Regions from separate parts of the Mus musculus genome. Here all the other regions are linked to region 3. A link is a contact called in public promoter capture Hi-C data. All regions are on one chromosome and are shown on one strand. Each heading gives the region's core, a stretch centred on a gene start, on an enhancer-like site or on the middle of the called end of the contact. The rest is flanking DNA. Distances are from core to core; before and after follow the strand shown. Region 1 holds the start of Tm6sf1 (transmembrane 6 superfamily member 1). Region 2 holds the start of 3110040N11Rik (RIKEN cDNA 3110040N11 gene). Region 3 holds the start of Idh2 (isocitrate dehydrogenase 2 (NADP+), mitochondrial).

What was found. Promoter capture Hi-C pulls out the DNA fragments that hold promoters and counts their contacts.
Region 1: a contact with region 3 is called in a promoter capture Hi-C map of pre-B cells, with 3 times the contacts expected there. The contact joins the promoter of Tm6sf1 here to the promoter of Idh2 in region 3. A contact is called at or near these places in 2 of 39 promoter capture datasets (the C10 cell line and pre-B cells).
Region 2: a promoter capture Hi-C map of liver shows a contact between it and region 3, with 2.8 times the contacts expected there. The contact joins the promoter of 3110040N11Rik here to the promoter of Idh2 in region 3. A contact is called at or near these places in 2 of 39 promoter capture datasets (cranial neural crest and liver).

Annotation. Positions count from the first base shown.
Region 1 is chr7:81,857,447-81,860,460 of GRCm38.p6, forward strand. It overlaps Tm6sf1 (transmembrane 6 superfamily member 1), which reads left to right and starts at 1,555. Exons shown (of 10, transcript NM_145375.4): 1 at 1,555-2,094. The coding sequence starts at 2,003.
Region 2 is chr7:81,788,048-81,791,244 of GRCm38.p6, forward strand. It overlaps 3110040N11Rik (RIKEN cDNA 3110040N11 gene), which reads right to left and starts at 1,408. Exons shown (of 5, transcript NM_026077.4): 1 at 1,308-1,408; 2 at 403-529. The coding sequence starts at 1,337.
Region 3 is chr7:80,113,329-80,116,667 of GRCm38.p6, forward strand. Idh2 (isocitrate dehydrogenase 2 (NADP+), mitochondrial) reads right to left here and starts at 2,022. Exons shown (of 11, transcript NM_173011.2): 1 at 1,834-2,022. The coding sequence starts at 1,948.

The DNA of each region.
Region 1 (3,014 bases), core at 305-2,804, 1.7 Mb after region 3:
TTTTTCTGGAAAGCAGTTGTGCATACCACAGGCTTTTAAGATGCTTCCCTCACCAGGTCGGACCTTAGAAGTAGCTTCCTGCACTTGAGGTTTTCTGAGAGGAGCCTGATCACCTCTCTGTCCCTCAACACCTCAGTTTCCATCCGGAGCGGGTGACGCGGAGCTCAGGATGTGGCATACTCTGTGGCATTTCCCGGTACCTTTTTGTTAGTTGAGACAGAATCTCATATATCCCAGGTCGGCCTCAGACTTGCTGGGTAGCTAAGGATGACCTTGAACCAGGGACTCCCTCTGCCTCCATCTCTTAGTGCTGGGATTTCAGATGAGCCCCCATCAAAGTCAGTTCATGAAGTGCACGAGGACAGAGCCTTAAGATTTGTGCACACAAAGCAAGCACGATCAACTACACCCCCAGCCTCTATTAAGTTATTTCCATAAATATGATTCTGAATTTTAAAAAAGCCCAAGCATGGATGAGAAGGAATAGAAATGATATGCAGCAAGTGTCTAGGTAGACAAGAAAGATTCAGAGCAGCCCGAGAGACTCAGGATACACGCAGACGGCTAAAGCAGCTCGGTGTGGGATGTGGAGGAGGTTGGACTGGCTGGGAAACTGGCCTAGGAGATGGCCTGGAGGAGAGAAGGCGCTTTGGGGAATGAAGGAGGTGGTAAAGGCAAGGAGCGATCATGGAAGATCGTGAGCGATGTCCAGGTTCCCACTGAGACTTCTGGGAGAAGCTTTGCGAGATGCTGCCGTTTGGACAGTCTTTACCCTTTTGTGCCCATTGTTGGCTGAGTTTTCAAGAAAAGGGAGGGCAGATAGTAGGAGAGCTGGCTTTGGAACAACCGACTGTCCTGGTGCAGGTTCATTTTCCTCACATTGAAAATGAGCCAAATGACCTGTAAGCCTCTGACCTAAAGACAGGAAGGCGCGCACTCTGCTGCCCCCACTGTTGCTCCGGAGCCCACTTCTTTTCCCTTCCCTGGGGCCATACCAACAGGACTCAGGCCCAGGGGGCTTCCTGAGCACACCCTGCTCAAGCAGCTCTTTGGGCGGCACTCTCATGCTCTACACCCAGACGTCTGGGAATATTCCACGAAGAGCCCTAATCTTCAGGACCTGCCAGGCTAGCCGGTGGTAACCTGGCCTCCAAAAACACTCCAGGCAAGGAATGAACGCTGCCTCAGTGTCTTACATCAGGGCATTCCTCTGAGGGTCAGTTCTGCTACAAAAAAAGAAAGGGAGCAGGAGACAGACCAGTGTGCTGAGCAGTGCAGGGCAAGCACTCCACGCTTGTTAACTCGGTCGATTTCCACAATCATACGAGGGAGCAGGTTATTCCCATTTCACAGAGAAATGATACAGAATGTTTCAGTAACTTGATCAAGGTCAAGGGGCGGTGAGTGAGCAACCAAGGTGGAAAACAAATATTTCCACTTGGCACTGGAACATTGGTTGCGGACGTTGATGGCAGCTGTGTGTAGGGAAGGGGTGCGCGCGGGGGGTGGGGTGGGAGGGCGGCACAGTGTTGTTCCAGGAGCATCTGTCCCCACAGGTCTCTGAGCCGATCTCGCGGGCCTGCGGGCTCTGACACCCTCAGATCTGGCTCCACCCTCTGCTGGCCCTTGGCTCAGCCCAGCTCCGTTCCAGCTCGAGGATGCCCAGCTCCCATCTGTGACCCGCGTCCTTCGCCGGGCCCTTCCTTTTCCCATTAAAGCAAGCGTCCTGGGGCGCTTGTCTCCTCGCGGTGGCTGCTGAGCCCTTGCGTTCGTTAGCAGGAGCCTGGTGGGGACGCCTCTGGGGATCGTACAGCGGCCCTAGAGCACCCGGGTGGTGCCTCTCTCTGTGCGCGCCGGGCAGCTACGGGCGACGGGGACGCGCAGAGGAGACGCGGCCGGGGGCCGCCTGGAAGGGCAGCGGCGAGGGGCGCGGCGCCGCCGGAAGCTGAGCCAGGGGACCCCCGGCGCGATGCGGTGAAAGAAGAGCGACCCGGAGGTGGCAATGAGTGCCTCTGCGGCCACGGGGGTTTTTGTGCTGTCCCTCTCAGCCATCCCGGTCACCTACATCTTCAACCACCTGGCGGCCCAGCACGAGTGAGTGAGCGCGCGCGGGGTAGACAAGAGCCCGCAACTTTTCCGCGGGTTTGGGACCGCGGCTTTGGGACTGGGTAGCTTCCAGAAACGCCACGCCCGCAGCATGAGGGAGGCACCAGGGTCACCCGGCCCTAGGTCCTCAAACTGGGCTAGGGCAGTTCAAGGTCTGAGAGCTGGGCGCCTGCTCTTTGCCAGTACTGGGTGGGTAGCTGATATTACCAAGGTCAATACCGAAATGCCCCTGCCTCCGAGGCTCTCAGACACTAGAGGGGTGCAGAGCAACACGGAAGGCACGAACCGCCTTATTTGAAAGGAACGCTTTCCTTGTATGGACTTTCACATACTTACCATTTTATAATTTTAGAAACTGTTGTGAGCGGCTAACAGAAATAACCATGGTTTTCTGAGCCTTTGCTACTAACAGGGTGACCTGGCTTTAGTGTTCTGGTCTGTCTTTGCACCTCAAGGATCTTGTGGGAACTTTGTGCAAGGGCGCTGTGAAAGGGATAGAGGTTCGATGCTGGCCAGGAGCAAAGGTTCAGTGATCAGTTTAATGCTAAGGAACCGACGAATTCTGTAAGGGCTCTGGGTCCCAGTCTTGGCTTTCACTTCTCTAAAGGGATCACTGACTGACGAGCCCCCATGGGCAGCCGAAGGCCTGGGTGGTCAGTGGAAAGGCGCCAGCGGTGGCCCTGCTGAAGTTGATTGTGGGCTGCTGGAGGAGGAAGTAACTGGCTGTGCTTTTCATAGCAGTTGGTGCTAAGGAAATTGCATCAATCTATACCCTGCAGCCCGTGCCAGACCTCCAGACTGCTAGCGGAGTATGCACACAGTCAATGGTTTTCTCTCACTGCTGAGGTCACCTCATCCAGACGGCATGAGTGAGCACTGCGACGCTCCCTTAGACACAGGCTGCCCCT
Region 2 (3,197 bases), core at 158-2,657, 1.7 Mb after region 3:
CTAAGAATAGTCTAAGCTATACATAGATTTCCTAATGTGTCCTTCCTAAACATTTTATTGTTTAGAGACAGGGTCTTGTTGTAGTCTAGCTGACCTCCTGCCTCAGTTCCTAACTAAGTACTTGTGAATTATTGGCATATATGACCAGGCCCATCTACAAAATACCACATTTTTAAAAAGGAAAAGATACACAGATTCCATCTGATTTGGTATTAAATATTGTACATTTTCTTTCAAATACCTCTATATGAGACTATAGAATGTTTAGATGGAGAAGCTTCTAAACGCAGACATAAAAAATACCATTTACAGTTACAGGATAAGCTTTTAGATAACAAGGCAAAAATAAGATGAAAACGCTGCTTTATCCACATCCAAATCCCACCCAGTGCTCAGACGTACCTGTCACAGCGTTCTGTCTGGAGCCAGGTTTGGCATGAATGGCTATGGTGACAAAACCTTTAGGGTCAGTTGCTACAGGCCCTGCAGCAGGAGGTGCTGTCTCTGGTTCTTTGGTTTGGTTTTTACCCTAAAATGACACACAATTTCACAGGTAACAAAATACTTCAGTTATTTTGAGCCATCACTACCCTCACCTTCACTAAACTGGGCCTACATGCAGAAACTAGCCACCACCGTGCTCCTCCCACATCCCTTCATGATCCAACATACAGAGACAGAGAGGGGGGTGGGGTGGGGCTGTCTCTGTGTAGGTATGTGTTCTACTTAAGATCTCTTGGCTAGCTTAGGACTTGTTCCCACAGTCTACTTTATCGTTTCTATTTCTCAAGAGAAGGGGCATTTATTAGTCATCTTTATAGCCAATGCATCCTAACGCTCAAGAGTGGGTGAGGAGTCCATTGCAGAAAGAACGACGACTGGTATTTAAATGCCATCTAACAACTTAACAGAAAACAACTTCCAGGGCAGTATGCGGACAGCGGGTATGAAGAGGAATAAGGATTCAAACTCCCTGACTTCAAGGGGCTGGGATCACAGCGACAGAAAACAAAGGGATATTAGGGGAGGGAGTGCAGTCTCATTGACAGAAGGAAGCGATCAGCCACCATAGGGAGGCAGAACGCACAGCCTGCCGGGAAGTGTAACCCTCAGAGTGAGAGAGCAAAGACGGTGGTCAGCGGGTGCGCAGTGGAGCCTACTCATCCTTAGGGCGAGCTAATGTGCGACCCAGGAAGTCTCAGACCTGGACCCGAAGGGAGGTCTTCCGCCCTCCAGGCGCTGCGTCTGTTCCCCGCCAGTGTAGCCCCGTGGCCCACCCTCTCCACAACACGAGGCTTGCCACTGGCCTTGCTTGTCGCACCGGCTTTCTTAGGCATTGTGGAACCACACAGGAGTCTAACAGAGGCCAAGCACACCGACCTACAGCAAGCAGCAGCATCCCAACCACGCAGGCGCCAGCGTGGCGGAAGAGTTCTGTGCGCCTGCGCAAGTCATGGGCGGAAGCGGCAGGCGCGTCGGCCGGCACCTAAGAGTGCCACCTCGCCCCGAGATGGCACTGTTTTCCTTCCTTTGCAACCTGCCAGCCTCAGGGTGTGATCCATTGGTGAGCCATCTTTGCCAGCAGAGGGAAAATTGTCACCTATCCTTAGGGTTGGCAAGAGCAGCCAGCCTCGGTGCTCGCCTGCCCAACGCGGCACCATGGCAATTCGCACAGGGCAGTGCGCAAGGAGAGGAGATCCACTGTGGAGTTGAATACAACCGTTCGTGAAACTGAAGCAGAGGCAAATCAATGCAAGTGCTAAAGTTAGGGACTGGCCTTGTCCAATAAGGTTAGAATGTATAGATGGTATATGCCCAGAGGTAGGAAGATCTGCTACCTAAATGGGAGATGGCTTGTTACCATTTTGAGGATCTTTGGGACCTGAATAATCTGAGATGGGGAAAAGATTAACTGAAGATGCCCGAGTCTACGGCTAGCAGTTGTGGCAGTCCGAGGGGGAGTTTTCAGGGTACATTAAGTTTGAAATGATTGGAGACATCCAAGTGGAATAGTTAAGGAGCTACCTGAATACATAACCAAATTATCAGTGACCTGTGCCAGTGAGAGGGGAGTTAAGGAGGAGGACAGAGACTGTGACAAATGTCAAAGGGCGACAGCATTCAGATTCACAAACAGGTGAGACTGGAATGTGAGTGCTGAAAACAGCCACTAAAGGTTGGGATCAGAATGGGATGTCTCATTTTACTCTCCCAGAGACACCCTTTCCACATGACACGTTAAGTGGTGTGTTGTGAGAAAGTGGCTAAAGCCTAAGACTCAGGTGATTCAGGTGTTAAACCACACCACACCTTTTTTGAAATACATTACAAATAGAGGCACAAAGTGGAGCCAAAACTATACTGTAGTAATTTGATGAATTTTGAGGTGAAATCATGATGCCCTAAAAATATTTACATTACGATTCATAACAGTAGCCAAATTAGTTAGGAAGTAGCAACAAAAGTAATGTTACCGTTGGGAGTCATCACAGCATGAGGAACTGTATTAAAAGGTTGCAGCATTAGGAAGGTTGAGAACCACTGCTCTAGAGACTTGACAGTTTTTATCAGGGGAGGAACACGGATTGGTGTATTTCTGATGGTGCCTGGATGGGCAAAGGAGGGGGAAGCAATGTCCTCTAAGGAACCGTCAGCCTTCTCCACAGGTACCTCTAGAGTACCTCATCACCAGCTAGAAAGGACAGGACCCCGCCTCAGGTCAATCTGTCACACAGCCACTTGCCCCAATGGAAAGAACAGGGGTTTGTAATCCAAATGGCAGAAACCCAATGTAAAATTCTTAAGACTTGATCTTAGATTTGACAATGGAGTTAAGGGTTTGTTTGGCATGTAGGAAGGATAAATGCCGTGGTTCTCTCTCTGGCCTTCTGAATGTGAGGACAAAAGCAGAGACAGAAGGCTGAAGAAGGCAGAGCAGACCAAGAGGGCAGTAAGCGCTGTTGATAGTCTCCATTACTGTTCTGTAAACATCTTCCTTTTCAAAGTGTGTGTCCCTAAAACTTCATGTTCACCTAAAATACATTTGAAAGTGCAAATAGTACATCTTAAATTGTTGGCTAGATACTAGATCAGGAGTGTTTTTAAAAAATACTTTTTAAATTATTTAAATTATTGATATCCTATAGTAGGTACAGGTTAGTGAAAATATATAATTGCATAATTCTATATAACATGTT
Region 3 (3,339 bases), core at 772-3,271:
GTCTAAGTAAATGCTCTGTCCTCTGGAGAGGCCGAATCTCTTCCCAAGGTCCTAGAGGGGCCAGCAAGCGGCTGCTGGAAGTTGCAAGTGGGAACCAAGGGACAGCAAAGACATTGGATGTTGTTGGTTGGTTGGTTGGTTTGGTTTTAATCACCTCCCCACTTGGAGACCTTCAGAAAGGACCTTCCACTGGCTGCTTTTTAAAATGTGTATCCAGATTAGGGGTGGGGGTGTGTGGCTCATGCCTTTAATCCGAGCACTTGGGAGGCAGAAACAAGTGGATCTCGGAGCTTGGACCAGTCTGGTCTGCACAGCGAGTTCCAGGACAGCCAGGACAAAATGGAGACCCTGGCCTCAAAAAACCAAAATAAATAAACAAAATGAGTATCCAAATTCAGGATCCCAAAGTAGCCTTATTTTCTTGTTAGTGCAGTTTCTTAAGGTAGTTTTGTTAGTTAGTTAGTTAGTTAGTTAGTTAGTTAGTTAGTTAGTTTTGGTATTACCATTTTACCAGACTCCTCAAAAGAGAGAAAAGATGAAAAAGAGGAAAACCACTGAGTGCCTTTAACTTCTACCATATTTTGCTGCAAAGCTGCCATATGTGGGTCTTGAAGGCCTGAGGCACTTGATGGGGCTTCAGAGGTTAGAGGCAGATCCCAAGAACACAAAAACATGTATGTCCCTTTCTCCTTGGCAAAGGGGAGTGTCAAGGGCCCCGCCCTCTCCCTCCTCCTGGCCCCCAGCTTCGGTCAGCTGCTCCCACGGTGAGTTAACGATTACCACTCTAGCCAGAACAAACCCCATAGCCAAACCCACCCCCTCTTCCTCATTCCTCTGGCTAACCCCAAGGGGTTTTGAGCCAGGTCAGGATAGAATTTCCGTGGCAACAGGCATCAAAAGAGGCCACCAAGTGCTCTACATTGTTCCGTGCCTTTTGTAGCAAGGCGCTGAGTAGCAAGGGTATGAAAGATGCCCACATGCCAGGTTGGGCAATCTGTTAGTAATGGAGACTCTAAAACCCTGATTATTTTGTCCGGAGTTGCGCCTTCACGTCTAAGAAGTAAGCTGAAGGCAACGCAGAGATCTCATGGGAACGACTGACTGCAGAAAAATGACAATATGCGTGCAGTGCCAGGTCTCCACAGCTTGTATGCCAGGCAGGACCCACTCACATGCAGCAGCTCGTGGTTGGCCCAGCAAGGGGCCAGGAGAGGGCCCAGACTGAGCGTCCTGCGCAGCGAAGGGTGGGGGAGTGGCAGAGAAACAAAAGCGGGAAAAATGGAAGGACATTCCTCCAGCTGTCGAGTAAAGGTTCCAAAAATAGCTGACGTGGGCCTGTTGGAGAGGAGGGACCAGAGTACGCAGGGATTGGAGAGAAGGGGAAGTGGAGGCCTCTCCTCCTCGCCTTTGTCTGAGCCGGGAGCGCGAGGTGACCCTCCTCTGCCTAGGGCTGCAGCAGGCCGCTCCAGCCCCTCTTGGTCGCTTGTCCCCTCCAAAGGCCCAAGGCAGTCATGATACCCCACCCTGGGTCCAGGTACCTCTGGAAATGCTCCCCCGGAATACCTGGAGAACCCCAGCCCTGATAGGACCCAGCAATCCCGCCCCAGGCCACCAGCTGCCACTATCCCCTGGGTCCCCACCCCTGCGCCTGCAGCGGCCCAGGCGCGCGGGGCGCGGGAGCTCGGTGTAAGGCCACCTCCCGGCCCTTTGTAACCCGCACGCCGCTGTTCCCCGACCGCCGGCGTGTCGCGAGTGGCACTCCAGGGTCCCCCTCCCGGGACGTCGCCACGTCGCAGCGCTGCACGCGAGCCCGCCCCCCGGTGCGACACTCACAGTGGCGCCGCGGCTGCTCCGGCCAGCTGGGGACAGTCAGTGCTGCCGGTGCCCAGGTCCGCGCTGAGCCCGAGGCTCTGCAGAGCGAGCTCACAGCCCGCAGGTAGCCGGCCATCCCGAGCACGCGAGGTCCGAGCACGCCGCTGCACCGGGCTGTGCGGTGGGGACTCTAGGCTGGCCCTGGTGGCTGGGACCCAACCGGGGCGGAGCTGCAGAACCTGCCGCCCCATTGGGTCTCACCCGGGAGAAGGCGGGTCCACGCCAGGGCAGGAGCCTGCTCGACACCCTTGGGCCTGTTCCAGAGCTCAGGCGGCCCCAGTGCTGAGCCCGCGCTTTCTGGGAGCCTCCATATATCCTCAAAGCATCAGGTACCGGGGAGACCCATCGGGCCGCGGGGGCTCACGGCTGCAAGACTCCCCGCTTCCGTTAGAATGTCAGCTGCAGACACGTCGCCTTAGTCCCCTGCGTCCTTTGCGTTTAGCTGACCGACGGACCTGAGGCGCTTTCATCAAGACAATGACAAGCTTTGCCGTCTTGAACCTAGACCATGGCAACTTGGGTCTCCCCCAGGTAGCGTCCAGTTGGGTGGACTAACCAGGATCGAGAGTTGAAATGCCAAGTACGGTGGAGGCAAGAGGATGAGAAGTTAGGCTACATACCAAGTTCTAGACCAGCCTGGGCTATATGAGACGCTGCGGGGCGGGGCGGGGGGGGGGGCGGCTGGAAATCCTCCTTCTGCTCCTGACTAGGCCAAACTCCTAGCCCCAAAGTCCTTCATCATGGCCGACTCTGTCTCTTCTGGACATAAGAGTGCCTGCCAGGAGACTTCTGTGACATTTGTGTGTAAAGGTTTGAGGTATGTTCATCCTTCAATAGTACAACCACTGCCCAAGTTAATTATATTCTATGCTAGTAGTTATGTAGCCCTGAAGGAAAGCCCATGTCTCCTATATCCTAGGCAAAGGTCCATCCACAACCCAGCCCAACAGCTCCTAGTTTACCTGTTTGCGTGGGGAAACAAACAGAAACATACAAGCTAAATCCATCACTGTTCATTTTCTTGAAGTAGGGGTCACTGAAGTCTGGGTTTTGTGTATCAAATATCACAAATCCACCCCAGCTCTCCCAGTCACACCAACTCACTCCAGATGAGAGCAACCTTTCTGCCCTGTGCTCCCAGCTTCCCAACCCAGCTTCACAGTGTTGTCAGGTGGAGCTATGCCAGGAAAGTGGCCTTGAACTGCCAACATCAAAGCTTCCCTCCTGGAGTCTCAATCCATCCGAGTCACAGATTTGGTTCTGGGATCCAGTACAGAGAGTATATGCAAAGGAGAGACATCTGGGTCCCTCCAGGGACTGAGGAAAGGAATAGGAAAGTCTGGCCTGGGGCAGCATGTTCCAGAACAGTCTGAGAGCCCTTCTACGAGATTCCCAGTTCTCTTGTGTAAACACCGGTAAAGACCACAGAGGTTGTTGACTTGGGCTTTCATGCCATCCTGGAAATAC